2 separate regions of the Sus scrofa genome follow, and region 1 is linked to region 2. A link is a contact called in public Hi-C data. All regions are on one chromosome and are shown on one strand. Each heading gives the region's core, a stretch centred on a gene start, on an enhancer-like site or on the middle of the called end of the contact. The rest is flanking DNA. Distances are from core to core; before and after follow the strand shown. Region 1 has its middle 37 kb from the start of RFPL4B. Region 2 overlaps LAMA4 (laminin subunit alpha-4).

What was found. Hi-C and Micro-C count contacts between places; a contact is called where the count stands out from the background.
Region 1: a contact with region 2 is called in a Hi-C map of fetal skeletal muscle, with 2.3 times the contacts expected there. The contact joins two enhancer-like sites. A contact is called at or near these places in 1 of 5 promoter capture datasets (liver), 13 of 47 Hi-C or Micro-C datasets (brain, embryonic fibroblasts, epiblast stem cells and 7 more) and 1 of 2 datasets of contacts at active chromatin or transcription factors (skeletal muscle).

Annotation. Positions count from the first base shown.
Region 1 is chr1:78,271,397-78,278,253 of Sscrofa11.1, forward strand. No RefSeq gene overlaps it. Among named protein-coding and RNA genes, the nearest start is that of RFPL4B, 37 kb to the right of the region's middle. Within about 2 kb of position 3,170, at least 13 of the 83 cell types and tissues checked have an H3K27ac peak or open chromatin away from gene starts, as enhancers often do. A contact at or near this core is called in fetal skeletal muscle and skeletal muscle, where this site is marked.
Region 2 is chr1:78,072,879-78,079,764 of Sscrofa11.1, forward strand. LAMA4 (laminin subunit alpha-4) reads right to left here. Exons shown (of 41, transcript XM_013992761.2): 38 at 5,595-5,725; 39 at 3,876-3,969; 40 at 3,278-3,397. Among named protein-coding and RNA genes, the nearest start is that of FAM229B, 28 kb to the left of the region's middle. Within about 2 kb of position 4,468, at least 6 of the 83 cell types and tissues checked have an H3K27ac peak or open chromatin away from gene starts, as enhancers often do. A contact at or near this core is called in fetal skeletal muscle and skeletal muscle, where this site is marked.

The DNA.
Region 1 (6,857 bases), core at 1,920-4,419, 200 kb after region 2:
GTCTAAAATGTACACTGATCTCCCTCATTATTCCTAATCTTCCCCATTAATATCCTAGGTACATGTATGTATACATATGGAGAGAGAGAGACAGAAAGGGAGAGGTGGGCGGGGGAGAGAGAGAGATTGGCCATATAAATCTTGTAGTATAGGAAATAAAAGCAGCCTTGAAGTGCTGAAAGCAATGTTCATTACTGGGAACCAACTGGCCATTGTGGCATGAGGCAACTCATTTCAGCAACCATGAGGGTTAGGCCAAAGTCACAGCAGGGATAGTCTCCATAATAAGCAGCCAGAATTGTTACCATTCAGGCTGAGCAGCCTGCTGCTCCAGGGAACTCTCTTTGAGCTGAACATACCATATCTGAGACAAATTTGAAAGCAGCAGCAGCTCTTACTGTTCAACTTGATTGTCTATAGCAGATTGAGCCAGGCCATTTTGGAAATGCCCAACTCTTAAATTAGTTTTGGTAGATAATAGGAGATTCCCACGGTTTGATGCTCTTTTCTCATCACCTTGATATGAAGCGATGATGAAAGAAATTTACAAGGAGATCCTGCTGAATAGCATTGAGAACTTTGTCTAGATACTCATATTGCAACAGAAGAAAGGGTGGGGGAAAAATGTAATTGTAATGTATACATGTAAGGATAACCTGACCCCCTTGCTGTACAGTGGGAAAATAAAAAAAAAAAAAAAAAGAAATTCTCAAACAAAATTTTGAGTCACATATAGATGATCATTGACATTTATTACTAAGCAGGTCCAGGCCAGCTTATCCTACTCTTTAAGGCTGAGGAGGTCCTAGCTCTCTGACGTTAAGTGGTTTAACTACCCATCACATGGAAGGTTTAATTGAGGCAGACACACTGATTTCCTGGTGGCAGGATTCTGTTATCCCAATAGGTTATGTCAGGCAAACAGAAGTCTTGTGAACTTTCAGCTGATATAGGACACAGGGCAACAGTCTACAGATCAGGTTAAGTTTTTATTATAGGCGGAGAGTCTCTTGAAACTTATTTCATCTTCTCTGTATATCTAGGTTGCCATTAGTTTCACCACTGAAAGCCCATTCCTAATATTCATTACACTAATTTCCTAAGTCTCTGGTGTGGCTGGAGAAAAGGAGGCTTGTTCTAGCCTCCTCTGGAGTGTGGATTTACACTTAACCACTAAGTAGCTTACTGACAATCCCGGTGGTAGGAATTTCTGCTTAGGACAACGCGCTACGCCTAAGGCTTTACTTTAACACTCGCTGTTTGTACTGAAGTATTTTAAAGTGAAACACAGACATTGTAATGATGTCCATTAGTTGGATTACACACAGTTGCATTTTCTACCAAATACCGTTCTCCTGGAGCAGGCAAGCACTTATTCTTGAGAACAGAACACTCCAGGGAACGAGAGTGCATTCATCTCTCACAGTGGAGCTTGATGTTTCAGCTGGGGACCAAAGGGGAACATAAATTTTTTTGTTTCATTTCATCCCTTGTCCATTTCTGAAATAAACTTGGCAAACAGACTGCAGATTCCTGGTTATCACTAAGCTGCCCCAAACCATGGGAAACTCTTCATCTTTTCATAGTGGCACTAGCAGAAAATTGATGTCTTATTCGTGGCATTATTTCAAGCCTAATGCCATCTCTCAAGTAGAGACACACTCTCTATTTAATGAGTCTATATCCCCAGGTTAGCTCTAGGGGAAGAAATTAGTCTCTCTCTCTTTGCCCCCACCTGCGTCTCTCTGTGTGTCTCTCAGTCTCTCCTCCTCTCTTCCTCCTACCTCCCTTTCCCTTTCCCCACTGCTTATCTTCTCTCTTCTACTTTCTGTGTTGTTATTTTTTGATCTTATGTCTAATGAAAGAATAGCTTGGTTCTTTGTATTAAACAGGACTGAGCTCATTCTACGAAGGAAGTTGGTTAAATTTTCATTATTCCAAGTCATAGGAAAGATCTAGGTTTCACAGCCTCTATTGTTTCTGCTGCATGCTTTAAATGTTATAAATCTAGAGATTATCCCCTGGCCAATAATGTTGTGTCTGAGCAGCTCTACCCCTCTGCTGAACCTTTTCTTTGTGCCTTTGTCTTTTTTCCTCAGGTGTCATGGGTCATTAGCTCCTGCGAGCAGGCACTTAAAACACCGAGCTTGCCTCTTTGGACATTTGTTTATTTTTCCATTCATCCATTAAATATTGACCTCTTGTCAAGGGGGAAGAAGACACACTTATAAATAAGGGAAATGCATCATCTGACCACAATGAGATACTTTGGTAGTGGTGCTTGAACATTTCTTTGGGACTCCTTAGCATGCAAAATGGAGCATCTGGAGAAGGGCATGTTAAATCCACTTCAGAATGCCATGGATTAAGACTATAAACCAAGGGGCTAGAATTAACCTTAGCTTCCCTTTCTTCCTGCTTTTTTTCCTTTCCTCCATTATTTACAAAAAAAAAAAAAAAACCTAAACAAACAAACAAAAACAAACCTAGATAGGGAACTGGACTAACATTTCAATTAAGTGAGGCAAGCAAGGATTTCCAAGCTGGTGCCAGCTCAAAATGGATTATATCAAAAGAGGGAAAGCCAACATCCCATCTGGAAAGCACCAAAGATCTTGGACCTAGCAGCATGGATCAGTGCAATAACAAGGATGAACAAAGCATTGAGAGTTTGGCCAAACCACAACATCTCTGCATTGTGCCTTTAGAGGAAAGTAAATAGAAAATCCTTCTGGCTCACAGAGAAGTTATACTGAGTCATGATTTACAACCCCTGCACAGAGCTCAGCACAGAGCAGGTGCTCACCAAATACTTGTTTGCTGAAGTAATGTTTGACTTGAATTGCCTCTAAAGCACCTTCATTTGACCCAGTGGTATTTATGGACCTCCTGGTCATAGCTCTGGCCTGGCTTTCTCAGAGTTGTATTTCCATGTAGGCAGACTCTCTAATCCCCAGTAAAATGAAAGATTGCATAAATATTCAGTAACTTGAAGATTTAAGTAAATGCTCAGTGTCCTACCTCTAAACATGTCTGCAAAGGATCTTGGTTTGTTCCTTGGAGATGAACCAAATGCTTTAGCTAATGGTGAAACAGTCTATCTCCCTTTGCTTGTATAGACCTTAAGTAAAAATAAATGTTTACTTAAGATGATCTCCAGCTTGATCTTTCTGAAGGCACAGGGAGCTTAAGTGTAGCTGTCTGTGGCTACAGGTTAGAATGTCTTGAGTATGTAGAACAGTGTTCTCAAGGAAAGTTCTTCCCCATTTCCTTGCTGGTTGTATTAATGCACTTTAGCATTTGCCCCAGTGTTCCACCAGTCAAATCTGTGAAGTAATGGATACTGTGGATAATGGGGAGTGAATTCTATTTTTTCTCTTAAAGAAACATAACACGCTGAAATGCTTGTAAGTGGCGAATGAGTTAGGCTCAGCATTCAGCACTGTGGCTAATCATATCAATTTGTAAAAAGCACATAGACGTAGTCACTGAGATAAACTGGTGGCTGTGCTTGCAAAATGTGTCTGATCCCTCTCATTTTCCTGGAGTCATCATCCTCAAAAGCTTTCAGGTTATGGGTAGGTAGGTAAGTTGACTTATCAGGAACCAGTGGAAAGAGCATGGTGTTGGTATTTAAAATCACAGCTCTTATTTGATATTGGGCAAACATCTTCCATTCTCTTGGTATTAATTTCTTAATCTTGTAACAGTGCAACATCAGGGCCTGGGTGCAATTTTCTGTTCTCCCATCCTCATCAGTGAGACCCAGAGCTGAGATCGTCCCCCAAGTTCTAAGCCCTGAGAATGGCAGCTACTGGGACCTGCTATTGCTTTGGAGGCTTTCCTGAGATGGATTATTCCAGCAAACCTGGTGTTACTGCTCCACTCTCTCTCATCCCCTGATGATGTAATAAAATTGAGAAGAAAAGCCTTTGTGGGTAGTGAAGGGGTCATTTCCTCTCTTCACCTCCTTTCCTGAAGGCAAGAGAAAGAGATCTAATGGAATCATTTCTGTCTTGGGAGGCAGCTAAAGAAAGGCAGACTGACACTTCATTCCCTGGTTGAATGTCTGCCTAGTTAGCAGAGTTGATGTACTACCACTGAGGGGCTAGGTGTGTGTGCGTGCACGTGCAGATGTGCAAGTACATGTACTTGCATGTTGGAGAAGGAACTCTCAGGTGGAGAGGTCACTTGAATTTCTAACCCTCCATTGACATGTGGTCCCTTTCAAGAGATACTGAAAAGTTTCTACATATACATGTTGCAGGGCTACTAAGTAGCCAAGGAAGTTAGAGTTTGGGAGCAAGTGTCTCTAGGGGAATCTCATATTGAGGAACGTAAGAATGTGACACAACAGTGCCAGCTGAGGCCAGCCAGAGATGTGGCCCAATTTCATAAGGAACTGCCAACACCTAGAGTTACAGCTTGGAGGGAGTGTTGGCGAGGGAAGCACGTTGGCACCAGAGACAAGCAGGGATGGGGGTTAAAGGGAGGTGTGCACCCTCCCTCTGTCCTGTCCCAACTCTAAAGAGGCAAGAGGAGGAAGGGGGCAGGCATCTGACAAAGGCACCCCCCCCCCTGGCTAAAGGAAGGGAGAAAGTTGTGACAAATAGGATATAACATTAGATATTAATCAAATTAGGTGACCAAAAGCATAAACTGGGGCTGTTATTGTTGGAGGGATGGCTTGGTCTAGCACAGTTGGGTGCCATTAGTGAAAGAAAGAAATGTGGTTTCAAAGTCACAGCCTAATGTATTGAGACTCTTCAATACCCCTCTTGCCTTCTTGTCTATTGTTCTTCCTGCTTTGGTGGCCACTGGCTGGCACTCTCTAACTTTCATCTTTCTCAGAGTCCAGTACTGTTTATAACATCCTCCCCCTACCTTGGTTATACAAATACTTGTGTTGAATCTGACCTCTTGCCAGAGGTCTTCCTAAATAACCCCAGGCCCACTTTCCACCCTAGCTTTCTCCCATTACCCTCCACTGTTTTGGCATTTTCTGGAATCCATCCTTGCTTTTCATTCCACTTGACCACAGGCTAGTTCAGGGCCTCATCTAATCTCATCTCCAAAGCGTTGCCACATACTGCCTGAGGCCAGCTGGCTGAGCCCCTGCTGTATCTGGCAATCTCTGCACTCTTAAACAGGGCAGCAGCAGCCCAGAGGAGCATGTTTTTCTAAATTGCACAAGGACTGTGTTAACCCACCAGGTGTGCGCCTCTGGGGCCATAAATGCTCAGAGGGAGTATCTTTTCCTAAGTTGTGTGAAGGTAACCCTGAACTTCATAACCATATTTTATCCCCACCCTAGTTTCTATCTTGTACATTGCTGAGAGATCAATTTTGTTTTAACTAAGCAAATCTCTTTTTGTACATAAAAACCATTCTCAAAGGCACCAGCAAGACATATATATACAGCATCATTGAAGGGCTGAGAAGAGACCCAGCCTGGGCCGGCAGTGAGATGAAAAGCTTCCTAGCACCATGATTCTCAGACTTTAGTATGAACATGATTGACTCTCATTAAAATGCAGATTCTGATTCAGAGTGTCTGGGTGGAATGTGAGATTCTGCATCCCTAACAAGTGCTTAGGTGATGCTGATGATGCTGGTCTGAGGACCAGGCATTAAGTAGCAAGCCAATCTCATTTAATTCTCATAAAGATCCCTATGAAGTAAGGATTATTTTTGATCCTACTCCATGAATGAGAAAATTGATGGTCAAACTGATAGAATAATTTGTTCAAGGTCATATAGGTAGAAGAACAGGGATTCAAATTCATATCTGCCTATTCCAAGACCTCTTTTTAACCACTATAGTATTTAGAAGGGGTGGACAGAAACGAATGGGCTTAAGGAAGGAATTCCATTCAGGAAGTAAGACGGGCAAATTTGGTGATGAATTGGCCTTGATCTTCTCAATCAGCTTGGGGAGGAGGTCACTTGCTGTTAGTAATGGTACCTGGGGCAATGGGAATGGAAGCTTAGGGAGAGTTTGGAGGGTTTGGGGCAGTGGTGGTAGGCCATGTGCTGGGGAATCAGCAGAAGGAGAAGGAAGGGCCTGGGTGCATTTGGTTAGTACTGAATCGGTACTGAACCAGTGGTTCCCGAATTCCACATTAGACTCACTTGAGCATCTTTTAAAACTTTAAAACTGAGTGCATACCCCAGACCAATTAAGTCACCATCTCTGGGGCTTGGACCCAAACATCAATATTTTTGAAGCTACCCTAGTAATTCCAAAGTGCAGATAATTTGGGAACCAAAAAATTATTATAGACTATTTGCTTCTGATGCTAAAGGGGAAAAGTATTTAATTATTTATGAAAAAAAACCCAAGGAGCATTAATTAAATAGTGACTTTGGGTGTTGGCACTGTTCAGGGTTTGGCAAGCCTATTCTGTTTAGAACTAGTTAGTAAATAAAATATTTTAGGCTTTGTAGGCCAAGAAGAAAAACTGAGGATATTATGTAAGTACTTACATAACAAGAGAGAAAAAAAAATTTCCACAAATTTTCTATTATTGAAATTAAAACTTTTTGGACACAACTTTGGATTTCATATAATTTCTATGTGTTATGAAATGTATTTCTTTTGATTTTCTTCAACCATTTAAAAATATAAAAATTGTTCTTCACTCATAGGTTGTGCAGAAACAGGCAGCCAACTGAATTTGGCCCCAGAGTTGAAGGGCTGAAATTTGCTGACTCCCGCTGTAGCTAATAATATGCCTTGATGAATCCAAAGAAGCTATCAAACATAGGAATTTAAATAAAAATATCAGTATTCAAATGAATTTTCTACTTAACTGGCAATAAAACTAGCCTTTGGAAAAAAATCATTGTCCTTTCTA
Region 2 (6,886 bases), core at 3,218-5,717:
TTACCCTTCATCCTTAATCCTCCACATTTTTGCCAAGCTCATAAAATATAATGAGAAAATAATGAATTCAAATAAACTAAATTTTAATTTTTCTGAGCTCAGGGCTTAAGAACTATAAATATGATAATGATAAATAGCCTAGTCTTTGTGTGGGTACAGGTGCCCTGGGGTATGCCAGGGGAACTTTCTTCCCTTATCTTAATTAAAGATCTAGACGAAGTCTTATGCTTATTAATTGTACAGACACAATTAAATGTGTTGAGATGATAGAAGTAATATAATTAAAGCAATTTAGAAAGCTTAGAAATATCATGAAATTAAAATCCATTTAGTCAAAGCTTATTATGTACAAAACAGCTATGTGAGCAGTAGTAGATAAAAGATGGAAAACACTTAGAAATTAGTAACACAGGAAGGAACATATAACAGGACAGAAAATTAAATACCATCCAGCAGCCGTAGTAAGTTTTCTCAGCAATGTAGATTAAGAATATGCAGAAGCTTTGTACTGAAAATAAATTATGGAAATGGCATTTCATAGTCAGAATGATAATTGTCAAATTTTAGTTTTGGAAGAGGTCTAAGAGATCAATTCCCTTTGTCTCTAGATTAGTATGCTATATATATTATTGAGCCCGTTCAGTATACTTCATCATCAGAATTAAGATGAGCGAACAGGAGAAAATATAAGGGGTAGTAACATCTATTTCTTCTGTTCATCTTGGATACTAGTTTTAGAACATGGATTTTGATCCTGCCCATGCTTACCACCCTTTGGTTCATGGGGTAGATTAATTCTAGAGGAAATAGTTCATATAGAAATTATGGACTGCATAATTCACCTCAAAATTTATTGTAGGTAGTGACAATAAAGTGCCCCAGAATCCTAAGTAATTGATTAACAATAAAATCAACACATGATTTTCAGAGCAAACATTCCTCAGGTTGAAAGCTTGACTACATACAGGATAATACAGGATTTTCAGTAGAGGAATGAAGGGTCATTAACTCAAAAAATTCTAATTTTGATTTTTAAATGCCATATAGTAAAGTTGTCTTTTGTCATATAGTTCATTGAATTTTAGTGTATTAACTTTTTATTCATAGAAATGTGTTAACCAGGGTTCTGTCTGGTTGGGATTCCAAGAGATTTCAGTGCATATAGGGGTTTAATTTATGCCTAATTGCCTTTAGTTATTCTTTTTTAAGCCCCACTTTCTGATGTGATTTTAGTAGAATTAATCTTGAACAGCTCAAAACGATGTGATTAATTACATTTAGCTTAACTTATAATTGCTTTTGTTTTAGGCTTGCTGGCATGATTTCTAGGTGGAATTTAAAAGCTGCAGTGGTGTAGTGGGCTGGGGGGTAGGTGCCCCCTGGCTTTGCTAGTTCAAGTGTGCTGGCTCATTAGCTAAAATTTGCTATTCATTATATGTTTCAGGCAGTTGGCTTCAGTTATATCTTGCCCACCCAGGCTGTGGAGCTTAGCAGTTCCTATAGTGAGAGATGATGGCAGTGTGTGTAATAGTGGGATAAGGCTCTGAAAACAAACACAAATGAGACAGACAAATATTTGTTTAAACGGTATAGTAAGCACTTTGGGTGCAAAGTAAAGAACAAATACTGTAACTTCCTTGAGGGAGGCCATGCTGATTTTGTCCATCTCCGGGAGCAAGGGAACTATTTAGCTTCCACGATATTCTGTGGGATGTGCTACAAAACTGGTATGCATAGTACATCCTGTGTGACAGGGGCTGTAAGAAGTCTGAGCTGGATCCTAAACTTGGTCAATAGGAGTAAAGTTGGGGGAGGAGTGGGACAAGCTGTTCCTTGAAAAGGTACAGGGAGGGAGAGAAGAAAGAAAAACATTTTCCAGAAACTGAGGCCCTGTGCACTTGTGTAAAGGCCTGGAACAAAGAGACCATCATCGAATATTCAGAGAACTGCAAGGCCCAGAAGGTTCAGGGCCGGGGCCGGAGGAGGGGGGTTACCTTAGAGGCAGGGGTAAGGAGGGGCCAGAAGATCAGGACCATGTATGCTAGGCTGAATTTGATCCTGCAGGCCCCTGAGAACCTGTACATATTTTAAACTCAGTCGTGATTTCCAGGAAGAAAGCAATGTGCAAAAATGGAAGAAGTGATGAGGCATACCTTCCACACTGTACCTGCACCAAGTCCAGAACTGAAGCCAAGGGCAGGAGACGACTGAGGAATGGAGGTGCAGGTGGAGAGTGGAAGGAAAGGAGAGGAAGGGCTGCTTTCTGAGAGTCACAAATATTTCATAAGTGTGACTGTTACTGTCTATACTTGAGTTTGAAAAATTCACATTACAAAGCAGAGTGGTGCTTGGTTTTTTACTATTTTGCAGGTATCCAAGAGTGGACAGATGCTTAAACTCTCTCACTCTCTTAATTAAAGCATTATTTGTGTTTACGTGGGTCAGTCTAAAATGGTCTAGTTAGGAGGCAAGGAAAAACCATGGTAAGTCTTTCCTTAAAATCTCCACTGAATTCCAGATGTACAAGCTTGATTTTCCTTCCTGCTAGCTTTATTATTCAGTTTTTCCAAGTTAATGAAGTGTGTGAAACAAACACTTTCAACATAAGGTCATGGTCCCTGCTTCAGAGGTTTAAACAAATTGTGGGGAGTCCAGAAGTGTCCTGTCACCATCCTGAATTATACACCATTCTTGGCAGATGACAACAGTGATGTTACTGATGATGTTTATAGAACTGCAGCTGGGATCCTCTCTTAGGGAATGTCACTACCTAAGAACAACAGAACTTATGGTCTGCAGCTGTTTTCACACTTCAGATTGGTCCTGGATGGAAAGAACTGTGTATTCTCTCTTAGGATGGAAGGAGAACAATTATTAGCAATCTTTCAGTCCTCCAAGGTTCTCAGATCCTAGAGCAGTATTGGTAAATAAGTTTTCTTTGTGTTAGAGATAAAATAGAGCAGATGTTTCACTGTGGGTATGTGAGGAGGGCATATAAAGGGAAAAGAGAAAAAATTAAGCATATATGGCACAGGGAGAGTAGTTTCTACTGGTCAGAATGCTGGGGTATAGTTCTTATGTGTTACTTTGTTTTGATTCTTGGATAAGTTTTAACAATTGTCAGTATACTTTTTCCTATGAAAGGACATTGTGTGTAAAATCCTTTGGTTATTAGGTGAATTATGAAAACATATAGCTAAGTTCTTAATACTATAATAACAATTATGAGAACTTACTGTTTCTTTGGGGGAAACTTGTCACTTATGGTAACTCTTACCTGGAACACCTCCAACAAACACAGGCTCCCTGTGATCAACTGGTTTTGGATTCAGAGGTCCAACCACGTGGTTCACTTCAGAGTCTACATCCAACTGAACCACATTTGAATCTCTAATAACTGAAATACAGGGAAAAGAGTGTCATAAGTGGCACTGGAGTGATTAATTTTCACATGAAAGGGAATGATTTATTATAGAAATGGCTTTTATTTATTCCAGAATAAATCCCACACTTTCTTCTAATCATTGTAAACTCAATGTTAACCAAACAATCACTGTAACATTTTCCTTTGAAAGGGAGAATATTTAGGAGAGTCTTTCTGCTACATTTTTTTGCTCCATAAGCTATGCATTATTCAAACAACTCCCTAAGACTATTTTGGCAGCACTGATATTTTCAAATCACATGTAGATTTAACATACACATTTTAGTACAGTAACATTTGATATGCTTTTCTTGACCACTTTTAGACTGTCATCTATCACCTATTCTGTCATATAAGGTACAGTTTAAGTTATGCCAAGCCATCATTCCAAAGGTGGGTGTGAGGGCTGACTATAAATGAAACCCAGGACACTACACTCAGCTTTTCTCACCTGTAATTCTGTGCCAACGGCCATCACAGAGACTTTGCTTGGGTGCCACTGAAGTGGAAAAGTCTCTGATGCCATTGTTGACTTTCACTATGACCTGCAAAAGACAGAGCACATTACAGAATTTCATTTCATTTCTCCTCATTGTGATAAAACAAAATTTCTTAAAATCACCACAAGGAAGCAGTACTTTAACATCCAGACATGATTAGCTTTGCAATTTGAACACAAGGGGTCACTCTTGAGTAGGCTATCCAAAGTGTTTGTGTTTTTTCATTTTCGGCTACCCCACGGCGTATCATATCGAGCTCCCAGGACATGGATCAGATCCAAGCTATGGTCTCAACCTAAGCCACAGCTGTGGTAATGCCGGATCTTTAACCCACTGTGCTGGGCCGGGGATCAAACCTCTGCCCCAGCGCTTCCAAGACACTGACGATCCTGTTGTGCCACAGTGGGAGCTCCTAGAAAGTTTAAACTATTTCTCAGAGAGAGAATGAAATAATGACACAAGAAAGAGGAGGGGGCAGAGGAACAGTAAGATAAAGGAATGAATTTCTTTCATCTTAAAGATGGAATGTATCATACCAAGCAGGTTCAAGTACTGATGAAAAACATGGACTCTGGAACCAGTCTGCCTGGGCTCATATCCCAGGGCCCCCACTTACTCACTCTGTGCCCTATTTTCTCGTTTGTAAATAAAAGTGAAAATTATAATACCTACTTTGAGGAGCAACTTTATATGGATCAACTCATAAAGCATTTAGAATAGTTTCTGATACACAGTAAACATAGTATAGGGGTTTGTTTTATTCTTACATGGTTTAATAGAATATACTGGAACTCAAATAAAAATAGTTATATTAAGTTAGTGACTTCATTGAAAATGTTATTTTTTCCTTCACATTTATTTGAATACTTTCATGAATGTTTTTTAGTAATATTATTTAAGGATGAAAGTAATATTTAATTAGAATTTTTAAATTTTTAGCAGTTGAAAATATGTATGTGTATGTTATTATATACATTACATAAAGCATATACAATATATATATAATTACATATACACATCTGGTATACACATTATAGACAGGAAGATAGATGTTTTAGTATTTACTGGTTTTGAGAGCTGAATATGTTTGCTGCTTCCACTTCTAAAAGTTCTCTTCCAATTCTTTTGTTGAAATCCTTTAATTATTAGTAACCTTTTTTTAAGCTTTGCCATATTTTCTTGGCTCCCTGCTCTAATCAAGTCAATTTCCAGCATATGAATCTGAATCCAAATATTATCTGCATTTAAATTTAATGTATAGCTTCCTTATAACATTTTTGTTCCCCCTCCCCCCGTTAGGAAAGTTTGATGAAATAATTCTGTGAAACTGGAGTTCCCACCATGGTGTAACAGAAATGAATCTGACTAGAAACCATGAGGATGAGGGTTTGATCCCTGGCCTTGCTCAGTAGGTTAAGGATCCAGCGTTGCCGTGAGCCGTGGTGTAGGTTGTGAATGTGGTTTGGATCTGGTGTGGCTGTGGTTGTGGTGTAGGCCAGCATCTGTAGCTCCAATTTTTCCCCTAGCCTGGGAACCTCCATATGCTGCAGGTGCGGCCCTAAAAAGCAGAAAAAAAGAAAGAAAAAAGAAATAATTCTGTGAAATAAACCTGCTCCGGGTCTAGAATCCAAGATCATAGGAAACAGACAAAGTAATTTCTAACACACTACCTGCCCATTTTTCATGTGAACATTTAGGTACTCCCCGTTGACACTGTGGCCATGAACAAAGATTCCAGAACTGCTTCTGGGACGGACTTCAAATGCAATCTCAAATTTCAATCCAATATTGAAAGACTCATCTGTGGAGAGAAACACTATTAGTTCTTAAGAACAGCAATCCAAAATTTTTAACCATGGTGTGATTTTGTAATTGCTCATTTTTTGAAAGTTTGATGAAATTTTCAGTAGTTAAGTAGGAAGTATCATTTTCCATGTCAAACACACCATGGAAAGCTTTGTGGGGGTCTGAGATAACTGGTATATCACTCCTTTTGTGGGGCATGGTTTGGGAACAGCATGGCTATGGGAACTCGGGGGATGAGAAATTGATTCCAAGTAGCAGGACCATTTTTTAAAATATTTCAAAAGTGAGAAGGTGGAAAGAGCAAATTGGGAAGAAAAAGTAGTCTGAACACAAGTACTGAGGCTGGATTAGGAGAGCAATGCAGAGGCCAGTTTGGCTGGACTGTCCCCTGCAAGTGTAGAGGGAGACATGGTGAGTGGGGAAGGCCAGTGGAAGCCACACTGGGAAGAGCCCTAGGGATCCGGTATGGATGGTAGACTTCGCTTTGCAATCACTGAGCAAGGGAGCTGACTTGATCAGATCTGTATTTAAAATAATACTTAGGAAAGGTAACTCATGCCAGTGCTGCAGCACATTTGGGAGGAAGGAGAAAGATCAGCAAAAACAGTTAGGAGCTGCTATTGCAGTGATGCAAGAAAATGAATTTTCCTTTAGAATAGCTCTGTTCACTCCAAAAGACTCATTGCAAACCGGGGCATCTTAATAATATTCACTTGACATGTCTCCTTATAAATCACTTTTTAATTTTTCCTGCTATTAGTTAACGTTTACTGAGAACATAAATTGTGCAGGTTGCTATGCTTTTGGAACTGTCTGAGCCTTTGAGTTCTTATCATCAAAATTCAATGAAGGGCTGAGAAGTGTGCCTACGGGTGTTTTGGTAGGGATAAAGAAGGAGAAAGAAGAGAAAAATCATGAGGTTGACAAGGAGAGGAAATATTACCTCTGGTTATTCTACTGGACATGGTGTGGTTTAAGAAAGTACACTTGGCTGCATTGTAATGTCTTCACTTGGGATCTTGAGGGCAGAGAACATGTGGTTTTATACACTCCTATCTTCTTTCCCAGCATCTGTTCTGCTGCCTTCCTCATACCTAATGGTTGCTCTATAGAATGCTGTTGGGATGGACCGGATGGTGATTGCATGTAGTCTGTT